Regions from separate parts of the Sus scrofa genome. Here regions 1 and 2 are each linked to region 3. A link is a contact called in public HiChIP or PLAC-seq data. All regions are on one chromosome and are shown on one strand. Each heading gives the region's core, a stretch centred on a gene start, on an enhancer-like site or on the middle of the called end of the contact. The rest is flanking DNA. Distances are from core to core; before and after follow the strand shown. Region 1 overlaps B4GALT5 (beta-1,4-galactosyltransferase 5). Region 2 overlaps B4GALT5 (beta-1,4-galactosyltransferase 5). Region 3 overlaps SLC9A8 (sodium/hydrogen exchanger 8).

Region 1 (3,603 bases), core at 44-2,543, 140 kb before region 3:
CGGATCCTTAACCCACTGAGAGAGGTCAGGGATTGAACCCACCTCCTCATGGATACTAGTCAGGTTCTTAACCCACAGAGCCACAATGGGAGCTCCTTCTAGTTCTTTTTTTTTTTTCCTTCGCAGTCATACCTGCAGCATACAGAAGTTCCTGGGTCGAACGAAAGGCAGAGCTGCAAGCTTGTGCCACAACCACTGCAACAATGGATCCCAGCCACATCTGCAACCTACAACCCCTTGCAGCAATGCTGCATCCTTAACCTACTGAGTGAGGCCAGGGATCAAGCTCACATCCTCAGAGACACTATGTTGGATTCTTAACTCACTGAGCCTCAAGGGGAACTCCGATATTTTCCAAATTTAAACACTGAATACTTTTATAATCCAAAATAAACACATACCTAACAAAATAAAACAAAAACCCTAGCAGTAACTGACCTGTAATGATCCCCAACACACTCTGATTACAGAGCCACAATGCCCTTTGCACCTGTTTTATCTTTTCTGCTCACCTCAAAGATACATATAACCTGCTTCTCCCAGCAGCAAACCACCTTGACATCCTACTTACCTCATATTTGTAAGGATAACAGGCAGTAATACAACTGTTTCAAATCTAGGCCCCTACAATGATGCTTTTTCACTATTTTTGGTGTAGTTCCACCTGCCAAGTTTTTTTAAAACTTATTCACTACACTGTAGTCTGCGTCTGCATTATAGAAACAATAGGTATGTTGAGTGTGCTTTTTCTATTTATACACAAACCACTCAGCCTCATCCCAAACCAAAAAAAAAAAAAAAAAAAAAAAAAAAAAGAAAGAAAGAAAGAAAGAAAGAAAAAAAACCCTGGTCTCTTCCTATCATCATTGATCTATGCCAACTTGATGAGAATCCCTGAAGAGCTGGTAGACATTTCTAGTATAACACCTAGATGGGGCATCAGCTCCAGTCTTGGTGAGGAAATCCCATAACATCTCTCAGATTCCGTTTCCCCGTCTGTAAAATACAGAGGTTGTTCCAGTAACCTTGACGATCCCCTTGAGCTCTTTCATGCTGTGATCCTATACAATGTGAATCAGTAGCAGCTAATATTTACTGGGTATGCTCACCACTGCCGGGACCTTGCTGAGCACTTAACGGTGAGGTAGGGACTGTTATTATCCCATGAGGAAAGTGAAGTTAAGTAGGTACAGAATGGTTCAGGAACTTGCCTAAAGTCACAACACCAGCAAACATGAGCTCAGGAGGTGTGACTCCATAACTCATTGCAGGTTTATATCTCCCAGGGCAGGCAAACTCCCCTTGTCCTAAACAGAGCACAATGCGTACAGTATAACCTGTGTTTCTAAAGGCCTATAAGCCTGACGACTGATTAAATGACAAAGAGTTGGGGGGGGGTGAAAGGAAAGGGGTGGAGGGGAGAGAGGAAAGAAAGAATTCTACCCCTCTGATTTTTAGAAGTCTAGGAATTCTAAGTATAACCATCCTTATTACTATTCTCATGGTTATGTATCAGCAAGAAACAAGCTTAATTTCCTCACCACTTTCAAAAAGCCTGACGGACTTGGCTGTGTTTATGCTCAGATATGATTAGCTCAGCTCCACGATTAGCGAGCAGTGCAAATGAGGTTAGGCCAGTCTGACTCCAGGGCAGGCCTGCAGCTTTGCATAAAGAACAACTCTTTGCATAAGGAGTAGCCTGGGGGAAGTTCCCCAATTCCAGAGAGCTACCTCATAAAAACCTAACACCAGTCACAAAGGAGAGCGGATATACAGGGAGACAAAGGCGCAAACAATTATCTCTGCACCTGGAGAAAAGCAGAACCACGGGATAGAAACCCTCTTCCAACACAACAGTTAGCTACATCGTTACATTTGCAAAAAAAAAAAAAAAAAACCACAAAAGAAAACACAACAGCACTGAAATGGGCCGAGAAATAAGCAGAATTCCAACCTGCTCTTCCTTAAAAAAGCATCAGACAGCTTATATATACTTTTTAAGGCCTTAATTTTCACATTAGTTTCCAAAGAGGAGCTGGAAAAGTTTTGATCCTCATACTTCAAAGTGCCCTTTCTGTGGAAAGGGAGTCGTGCCCAGGTCGGGGAAGAGGGGGGGAGGGGTAATCTAGGCTTCACACCTACTTCTTTAGGCCTATTCCAGTAATGCAGTCATTTCAGGGTAAGGGTTTCCACACAGCTAATGACATCTGTTTTTCTTCCAAGTATAACTTTGAGATTACACTTCCTCTTCCTAAATCAAAAGGAATCAAAAACAGTGACTGTAAAACAATATAATCAGAGTTCCCTTCATGGCTCAGCAGTTAACAAACCTGACCAATATCCACCAGGACGCGGGCTCGATCCCTGACCAAGCTCAGTGAGTTAAGGATCCTGAATTGCTGTGGCTGTGCTGTAGGCCAGCAACTGTAGCTCTGATTCGACCCCTGGCCTGGGAAATTCCACATGCCATAGGTGTGGCCCTAAAAAGCCAAACTTATCTTAATCAAATTTATCCTAACACTGTAGAGGCGGCATAGGCTTATTCAAGAACTCAGGCTCTAGAAAGTAAGCAAGGTTGAACTTAGAGCAAGCTGTATGACCTTGAACACATCATTTCACCTCTCCAAGCCTTGGTTTCCTCATCTCTAAAACATCTATGTCTCACACAGCTAGGGTGTTAACTAATAGGATGATATATGCAAAACACTTCTAGAAAGGCTCAACAAGTGGAAGCAGCATCTGCTGCCACTGTCATGTTGGAAAACAGAGGAAGATGAACTCCTGAGCTAGAAGAAGGGGAGACACAAACTACGGATGCAAATAGTCACTTCTGAGGAATAGGGCTTCTCAAATACCATGGTCCCTAAGTCACGAAAGTCTGACGAAGGAAAGGAACTCATCGTAATTATGTGGGCTAAATGTCACTTTGTCACCCTCTGGTTAGCTAAAAATGTGGCATCTATAGGAAGAATTCAAGAGTATCCTGTGCAAGGGACACAGAAAATAGTCAAAAAAGAATTTCAGACAGGTGTGGTGACTCTATTTTCAGAATGCAAAACTAGGTGACATGGTCAGGGCAAATAATTCATTCCCCCAAAATGTGCATCCAGTCCTAAAGGAAGCCATGGGTCGGGGCGCGGTGGGGGAGGCTAGACAGACCTGCCAGGGGTAAAATGGGGGAGACACAGAGGCATGTCTCAGCACAGCAGGATAAGGGCGGCTGCCCTGCATGGAGTGCTAGAGACAGGACAGGTGAGGAAAGCATCCAGCAGGGAAGAGGGGATGTGAGGTGGGGCGCCAGAGTCAAAGCAGGGGTGAGGGGAACCCACACAGGGAGGAGGGAGGAGCCTGGTACAGGCTTGTGGGAACCCAGGTGGGATGAAGAAGGGAGACAGCCCAGCAAAGAGAGCTGAATGATGTCGGGGGTGAGAAACATGTCCAAACAGTACTGGACACAGAGCAGCATGGAGGCACATGGGGGAATGGCCAAGTAAGTAAAGGGAATAAGGAAAAAGGGAGTTAGGATCTCACTGTCAGAGAAAGGAGTGAGAAATACGGGAAGGGAAAAAACTAGAATGAACCCTTAGGTGCTGGATTTAAACT
Region 2 (3,481 bases), core at 122-2,621, 190 kb before region 3:
GTTTTGGCCAGACCGACAGCATACATAAGGCCAAGGATCAAACCCAAGCCACAGCAGTGACAACGGTGAATCCTTAACTGGGCTACCAGGAAACTCTGATAATTAAGTTTAACTAATTTTATCACCCTCCCCCAAAGAAGCCTTGGGCCCCCCATTAGCAGTGACTCCTCATTTCCCCCATTCTTCTCAACCCTATGCAACCACTGTTCTCTTTTCTGTCTCTATTCATCTGCCTATTCTGGTCATTTCACATAAATGGAATCATATATCTGGCATTGTCACTGCAGCAGCTCGGGTCACTGCTGTGGCATGGGCATCTCAATCCCTGGCTGGAACTTCAGCATGTGGCAGGTGCGGCAAAAACAACAAACCAAAAAACGGAGCCATACAGTACTCAGTCTAGCTTCTTTCACGGAGCGTAATGTTTTCTAGGGTCATCCATGTCCTCCCATATATCAGTGCGGCCTTCCCTTTTACTGCCAAATAGCATTCCCTTGTGCGCATGGATGTACCACATTTCATCTATCCTTTCTGCAGCTGACGGACATTCGGGTCGGAGCTAACTGGATTTTGCCATCTTTGCATCTCTCAACCACTGTTTTAGATTTAACCTCTTTAATTAGGAGGAAATGATACTCACAGATACATATACTTATCCAGTTTAGTTGCAAAGTGCCTTGGCATCTGTCCACATCCATAATAGTTACGATCGTTTTCTGGTATATGATCCACATCGTGAAAAACAAGACAGTCCCAGTCCAAGTCCTTCATTGCTTCTTGAAAACCCACATTAAAAAGCATGGCTCGATTAAAGGGTTGGGTGCCAACCTAAAAGAAGAACTTTATTTTTAAAAGGACTCTTGAAGCGCGATCTTGGCTGCCTCAGCCCCGCCTGAAGGAGAGCTTATTGAGAGACCTCTGCCAGAAGGGAGGTGGGTCCAGCCGCTCTCATCACTGACTTACAGTCACTTGACCTCTGGCCTCAACTTCCTCAGAAATAAAAAGGAGTGATAAGGATAAACTCAAGCTCCTCTCTCTCAAGGCTGTGTAAAGGCAGCCAGCCAGCCACATAACAGCATTCAGGAGAGTACCCAGCCCCAGAGGGAAGGAAGAACAACACTGCCATTTTTACCTGTGGCTCCTTATCTTAACTTGAGGGGAATTTCCTGGGTCTGGAGCCTAAAGACACCACCCAAAGCAGCTCCAGTAAAACCAGCACACAAGTGGCCTTTGTTCAAGGGTAAACAAAGTTCCATCCTGCACTCAGATCTGCTGGTATTGAGCAACATCTCAAACCAGGAGCACAGAACTGCTCTCTGGCGCCCTTCCTACCGCTGGGTGACTCAATCATTAGATTTCAGTTTTACTGGCTCTTTACACCGAGGACGGACTGGCTTGAAGCACTCTAAACTGCTGTCTCAGAAGAGAAAGAAGAGAGAAGGAAGGACCACTCACTTGCTCCACCACATAAAATGCAAACTGCAGGCGCTGGCGCTGGAGCATGGGAATCAGGTGTCGGAGCAGGACCGGGAGGTGCTCGTGGCGGTTCCGGAAGGGGATAAGGATTGCCACCTGCCGTGGGTCACAGCAAAAGAGGACACCTGTTAGTCCCCTCAACGGAGTGCCGTGGGAGGAGGGCACTCCTGCAGAATTGGGGACCAGCCTTTTCCTTAACTTCTCTACATGAAGACTTGTGCTGGCAAGTCGACCCTTGGAAGTAAGTGAATCTCGCTTTTACAGGCACCATAACATGCACACGGTGGGGCTGTGAATGAATCCGAGACCAGAACCCACATTTACACTCACTGTGACCCAGCACACAAATACATACCATATCCACAGACAGACGTATATTTATACATAAATGCTGGTCATTAAATTGATTTTACATTCTGGTGATGGGCTGGAAACACCGACCTGTCCCAGACATGCTTTGATCATTGCTGCACCACAACTTCTCACAGGGCTGGCACAGACCAAGTACTTCAATAAAGACTCGCTGAAAAGAAGGGACTTCGGCTGGTGTCACAGGCTTGATCGAGCCACACTCCTGACGTCTCCTGACGACAGTCACACAGGGCGAAACTAAACAGTTCTCAGTGTCGGGCTGGACAACTCGGCTTTTTATTCCACTAAACTCACAGCAGGATTGCCAAATAAGGCATGAAGTACCGAATTTGTGGGGCAGCTTCTGCAATTGCCTCATAGGAGACCTACCACTGCCAACTCCCCCACTCAGCCAATATCTCTGTGAGGAAGATAAGGGTCCGGCTGGGTCACCAGAACAAAGACTTTCTGTGGCTACACAAGAGCCCTTAGGGAAACCCATTCCTCCAATATGTTCCCGACAGATGCAACAATTTTGCATTAAGTAGCAAGGACGGTGCAAATTACAAAATGTCAGTGTGAAACCCTTGGGGATTCCAAAGACACCAAGTCCCAGGTAGGCTTCCCAGTACCTGCGGTCTGACCTCACCCCTACCTTCCACCGAGGCACGCAATCCGATGGCTTCCAGTGACCTCCAAGCTTGATGGCTGGGTCTTTAGAGAAGAGTTCATGGATGGTATCCATTCCAATTTCACTCATGTTTATGTCTATTGGGCCCTCTGCACAGAAAGGGGGAGGAAAATGATAATTAAGAGGCCTGAAAACAGTAGATTCTTGTTCCTACGTTCGGGGTTTTAATCTCTGCAGCGGTTCAGTGCTTTTTCAGCAGGTTGTGTTTCCAAAAGGGCTGGGGATCCTTTCCTCTGCTTTCCACTCAGTGCACTTCAGCTCATCAAGACTACTGGGGAAAACGGCAAATCAAGACATTAAGACTTCAGAGTTCTGCTTTCTGCCCAGGGTGTAGAAAGAAATTAAGGCTAAGTACAACAGCAGTTGAACTTCTCAAGAAGGAAGGAGAAAAGGGGTCAAGCTTCCTCTGTGTGCATTCTCTGTGTGCTCCCAAGGTGGGTAGAGACACAACGCCCAACTGACTGATCAGTGACCCTGACTAGTCATGTCCAAACTCAGAACACTCATCATCTGAGTCAGGTCAAGAAGACAACTGTCCAAGAAGCCCCAGAGCACAGAAAAGGTATAATGATACCTTGCCATTGCTTTAGATTCCACATGAGATTCCAAGAAGGGAAGGAAGAGGGAAGGGGAAGGGAAGAGAAAGAAAAGATCCAAGAATTTTTAATTTTTTTTTTTTGGCCACACTCACGGCATGTGGAAGTTCCCGGGCCAGGGACTAAACCCGCACCACAGCAGTAATTAGAGCCACTGCAGTGGCAACACCAGATCCTTAACTCACTGCTCCACAAGAGAACTCCCAAGAATTTTTAAAACCAGCACATGGTTAAGAAAATTACTTTCTGGGAGTTCCTGTTGTGGCTCAGTGGTTAATGAACTAGACTAGGATCCATGAGGATGTGGGTTTGATCCCTGGCCTCCCTCAGTGGGTTAAGGATCTGGCATTGTGGTGGCTGTGGCTTA
Region 3 (3,557 bases), core at 962-3,461:
AGGAAGGATTTGAGGAGGGCCATTCAGACGAGTCACCTGTGAGCTGGGAGGCACTCTGAGGTGGAAGAGGGAGATGCGGACGGGGACGCGGCAGGCCGGTCTGGGTTTTACAGCATAGGAGGGAGCTGTTGTCAGCTTTCCTTGCTTACAAGGTAGAATCACATCTTGTTTTTAAGGATATATTTCATAAATGACCATTTTCAAAGTGATCTGATGACACATTTATCTTTGTAACTGACTATGTCAGTGAATTATCCCCATTTTTAATGTTTTTACTTTCCTGAGTGCCAGAAAGCTAAGTACCTTCTCTTTCTTTATTAACCTTAATTAAATTATTTTTAGCTTTGATTTGTTACTATGACAATCTATTCTTACAATAATTGCTGTAGCGGAAACCTTTTGTTCTCTGCAGCTGCAGCTAAAGCTCATGAAATGGATCCTGAAGCAGCACTATCTTTTATTCTTTAAGGTGTGAGAAACATAACCTGAAAAAATAAAATGAGCGAAAAATTACCAGGCCAGAAAGAGTCCAGATTCTACTTTCATTTATCTTGGGTTCAGAAGCCATTGGCCTCAGCTCTGAGTCTGCTGTTAATAACCATTGGTGTGACCTCACCAGCTAGCCCCTCTCTGAGCTCAGCCCCCTTTGTATGAAAACAAAGCATAACACCAGCTAGCATCCCAACTGGAGTAATGAAATGGGGTGGGGGCTGCACCCCATTTGGGAACTAGTGAGATCTTAGCCTTCAAAAGCACTTTCCCAATAAGAATGGTTGTTAGCTTCCCGGTGTTCCCCGACGTGGGCTGTCAGCCTGTGATCTGCTGGGAAAGAAGGGCAAGAGGGGAGACTGGGCATTCAGGTGAGTTAGGAAAACATTTTTTTGCTTGTTTGCTTTTGGCTGCGCCCCCAGCAGGTGAAAGTTCCCAGGCCAGGGATCGAACCCACGCCATGACAGTCACAGCTGCTGCAGTGACAACACTGGATCCATAACTCATTGCACCACAAGAGAATTCTGAGTTTAGAAAACTTTTATGTGAAAAAAGTTAGTGTTCTTTTTTGCAGGACTTCTCAGAACCTTTCTTATGTTTTAATGTGCTATGAATCACCATGAAAGGCTGAGGGTATCTGACCAAGCCACCCTTTTATCAGAGATTATCCTGCTGGCCTAGGAATTTCCACGGGTGCGGCCATAAAATATAATAAAATAAAATAAAATAATACCAATTCATGAAACACTGATTAATGAAGCTGAATATTACTGTTGACAAGTCTTTGTTTTGTTTACCGATTCAGCAAAAATTTGTTGAGTATATTCTATGTGCTGGGCTGTGCCTTAGGCCCTGGACATGTGACAGTGACCAAGATGGACACAGGCTTGGTCCTTATTCATTAGTTCCACACAGCGTGGATGAGAAGCCAGGCACCAGGAGAGCCTCTCAGTGGGCTGGGCTATGTGAAGGCTGGTGTCCCTGAGAAAGTGTCACAGACCCTGTGTTCTGAGAACAGCCTGGAGTCGGCTGGAGCCTGGAAGAGTGAACTAGGACCTAGAGGGAGGCGCCAGTGGAGGTGGGGCCCAGCCTGAACGAGGAGGAGATGAGGGAGAGGTCAGGCGCAGAAGACGGGCTCTCCTCCTAAACGCAGCAGGAAACTGACCATGGGCTTTGAACAGGCCGATGACCTGATCACATATGCGTTTTCAAGGGATCATTCCGGCCACCGAGTGGAGAATGGGTTCTTCTTGGAAGACCAGGATGTACAGCGAGAGCGCCGAGAGGCAGAAGCCGGGGATGGAGGAAAGCAGGGGAGGGAGGGGACTGGAGAGAAGCTGGAATCACCAGGAGGAGGGGAGTCAGTGAGAGTAACTCCATTTTGACGGTGTAATGGCTCTACCTTTGGGGATAAAACCAGCAATTGCGTTTAAGGGCTGCCGACACGGTACTTTGCTCGGTTAGAGTGAAAGCCAAGTCCTCTGCTTTCGCTTCTTGCTCCGGATGCCTCTCGGCCTCACCACTGACACTGCTGCTTCTCTAAAGCAGGGACTCCGTTCCAGTCTGACTCGCTGCCTCAGCCTCTGCTTCGGCTTTTCCCTCTCAGGATCCCCACTCCCCCACCTGCACCCCGAACTGAAAACACTCCCTGTGACTCCCCAGGGCCTTCAGGCTGACGTGCCCGCTCCTCAGCTTGGGTCGCCAGAAGCCTTTCCCAGGGCCCGGCACTGCCTGCTGCTCTTGCTCCTGTCTCCCCGCCGCATCCGGTCCCTGCGTTTTGTCACGGTTCTCGGTGACGGTGCCGCAGGGATTCTCTGGCTCCTGCCTCTGGCTCCACACGTGCTGTTCCCTCTGCCTTGGGCGCATCCCTCATTTCTTCCCCTGGTTATCTCTTTATCCGAATTCTAAACCCAGCCCATGGGTCATGAAGCGCCTTCCTTGACCCCCACGGGTCAGAGTTAGATGCCCACTCTGTGTTTCCTGCAGCTCTTGGCTCTTTCCTGAGATGGTCCTGGCTCCCACCTTGTTTCCCTCCCGCATTAGACTGTAGAGCCCGCTCCCTGAGGGCAGAGTCTTGCTCTCATCTCCAAATCCCCAGAAACTAACACAGTGCCTGGAAAAAAAGGGGGGAACAAATAAATGTTTGACGAACGGATTGAGTGATGCAATGAATGACTGAGAGAAGAAGCCAGACATAAGTTTTGAGTTCTAAGTCAATTTCTAATAACTTTGTCTATACCATTTTAACGTCTCTGTTTTATTTCCTAGCACAGCTGAAGGTTTAACAAGAAAAAATATGTCAGATGTCAGTGGGTGGCAAACATTTTTGCAAGCCCTTGGCTACTTCCTCAAAATGTTCTTTGGCTCAGCAGCACTCGGCACTCTCACTGGCTTAATCTCTGCATTAATATCCTTTTAATATGATGAGCACGCGTGGCTGAGAAGATTATTCTTAATTACATCCATCTCTCATCATTTTCTCTAGTTCCTTAAGGGGGCCAATTTTAGTCTAAAGTCATATTTAAGGAGGATTTTTACGTTTAGTCTTGATTTGAAGAGCACTTTAAACTCAAGGATTTTAAATTTTAATATGTCAAATTTAGGATGTCACTTTTCAAAGCTTAAAAAACATGTACACTATTGAATATCAGATCTGATTTGGGGGGCTTCTCAGTTCCCAGAGAATAATAACTGCATTCAGATGAATTTCATTTTCCGCCGTCTCATTTTTCACATTAGGAAAATTGGACATTAATTTCCTTTGAAAATGTCAAATTGAGAAAATCTCTGCCCTACTGAAAGTATTTGTCTGGAAGGACGGAAAAGAGACTTTCGAAGTGAGCTCCCTCTAAGTTATCTGCTCTGATTTTGTGGCTTAACAACCTATAAGCTTTTCCAGCCAGAGAAGCCAAGAGCCTTGTTAAGGCTGCTGACACCTTTTTTGCTATAGCAAATTCATCATGTTTAAAACAGGAACAGGCACCAGACCATTTGTGTGTGAGCCTAAGCCTGCGTGTGTCTCAGGAGACAGGCCCCTGGTCCTCCTCCACGAGCAGTTTGTTCCCCAG

Evidence for each region. HiChIP or PLAC-seq counts read pairs in DNA pulled down with a chosen protein or histone mark.
Region 1: an H3K27ac HiChIP or PLAC-seq map of alveolar macrophages shows a contact between it and region 3. The contact joins two enhancer-like sites. A contact is called at or near these places in 1 of 47 Hi-C or Micro-C datasets (epiblast stem cells) and 2 of 2 datasets of contacts at active chromatin or transcription factors (alveolar macrophages and skeletal muscle).
Region 2: a contact with region 3 is called in an H3K27ac HiChIP or PLAC-seq map of alveolar macrophages. The contact joins two enhancer-like sites. A contact is called at or near these places in 1 of 47 Hi-C or Micro-C datasets (epiblast stem cells) and 2 of 2 datasets of contacts at active chromatin or transcription factors (alveolar macrophages and skeletal muscle).

What each region holds. Positions count from the first base shown.
Region 1 is chr17:51,310,973-51,314,575 of Sscrofa11.1, forward strand. All of the region lies in intron 1 of B4GALT5 (beta-1,4-galactosyltransferase 5), which reads right to left. Among named protein-coding and RNA genes, the nearest start is that of B4GALT5, 22 kb to the right of the region's middle. Within about 2 kb of position 1,294, at least 23 of the 83 cell types and tissues checked have an H3K27ac peak or open chromatin away from gene starts, as enhancers often do. A contact at or near this core is called in alveolar macrophages and skeletal muscle, where this site is marked.
Region 2 is chr17:51,265,675-51,269,155 of Sscrofa11.1, forward strand. B4GALT5 (beta-1,4-galactosyltransferase 5) reads right to left here. Exons shown (of 9, transcript XR_002340099.1): 4 at 1,918-2,607; 5 at 1,456-1,572; 6 at 641-828. Among named protein-coding and RNA genes, the nearest start is that of PTGIS, 67 kb to the left of the region's middle. Within about 2 kb of position 1,372, at least 24 of the 83 cell types and tissues checked have an H3K27ac peak or open chromatin away from gene starts, as enhancers often do. A contact at or near this core is called in alveolar macrophages, where this site is marked.
Region 3 is chr17:51,449,845-51,453,401 of Sscrofa11.1, forward strand. It overlaps SLC9A8 (sodium/hydrogen exchanger 8), which reads left to right. Exons shown (of 17, transcript XR_002340027.1): 9 at 2,758-2,896. Among named protein-coding and RNA genes, the nearest start is that of IL29, 33 kb to the right of the region's middle. Within about 2 kb of position 2,212, at least 15 of the 83 cell types and tissues checked have an H3K27ac peak or open chromatin away from gene starts, as enhancers often do. A contact at or near this core is called in alveolar macrophages and skeletal muscle, where this site is marked.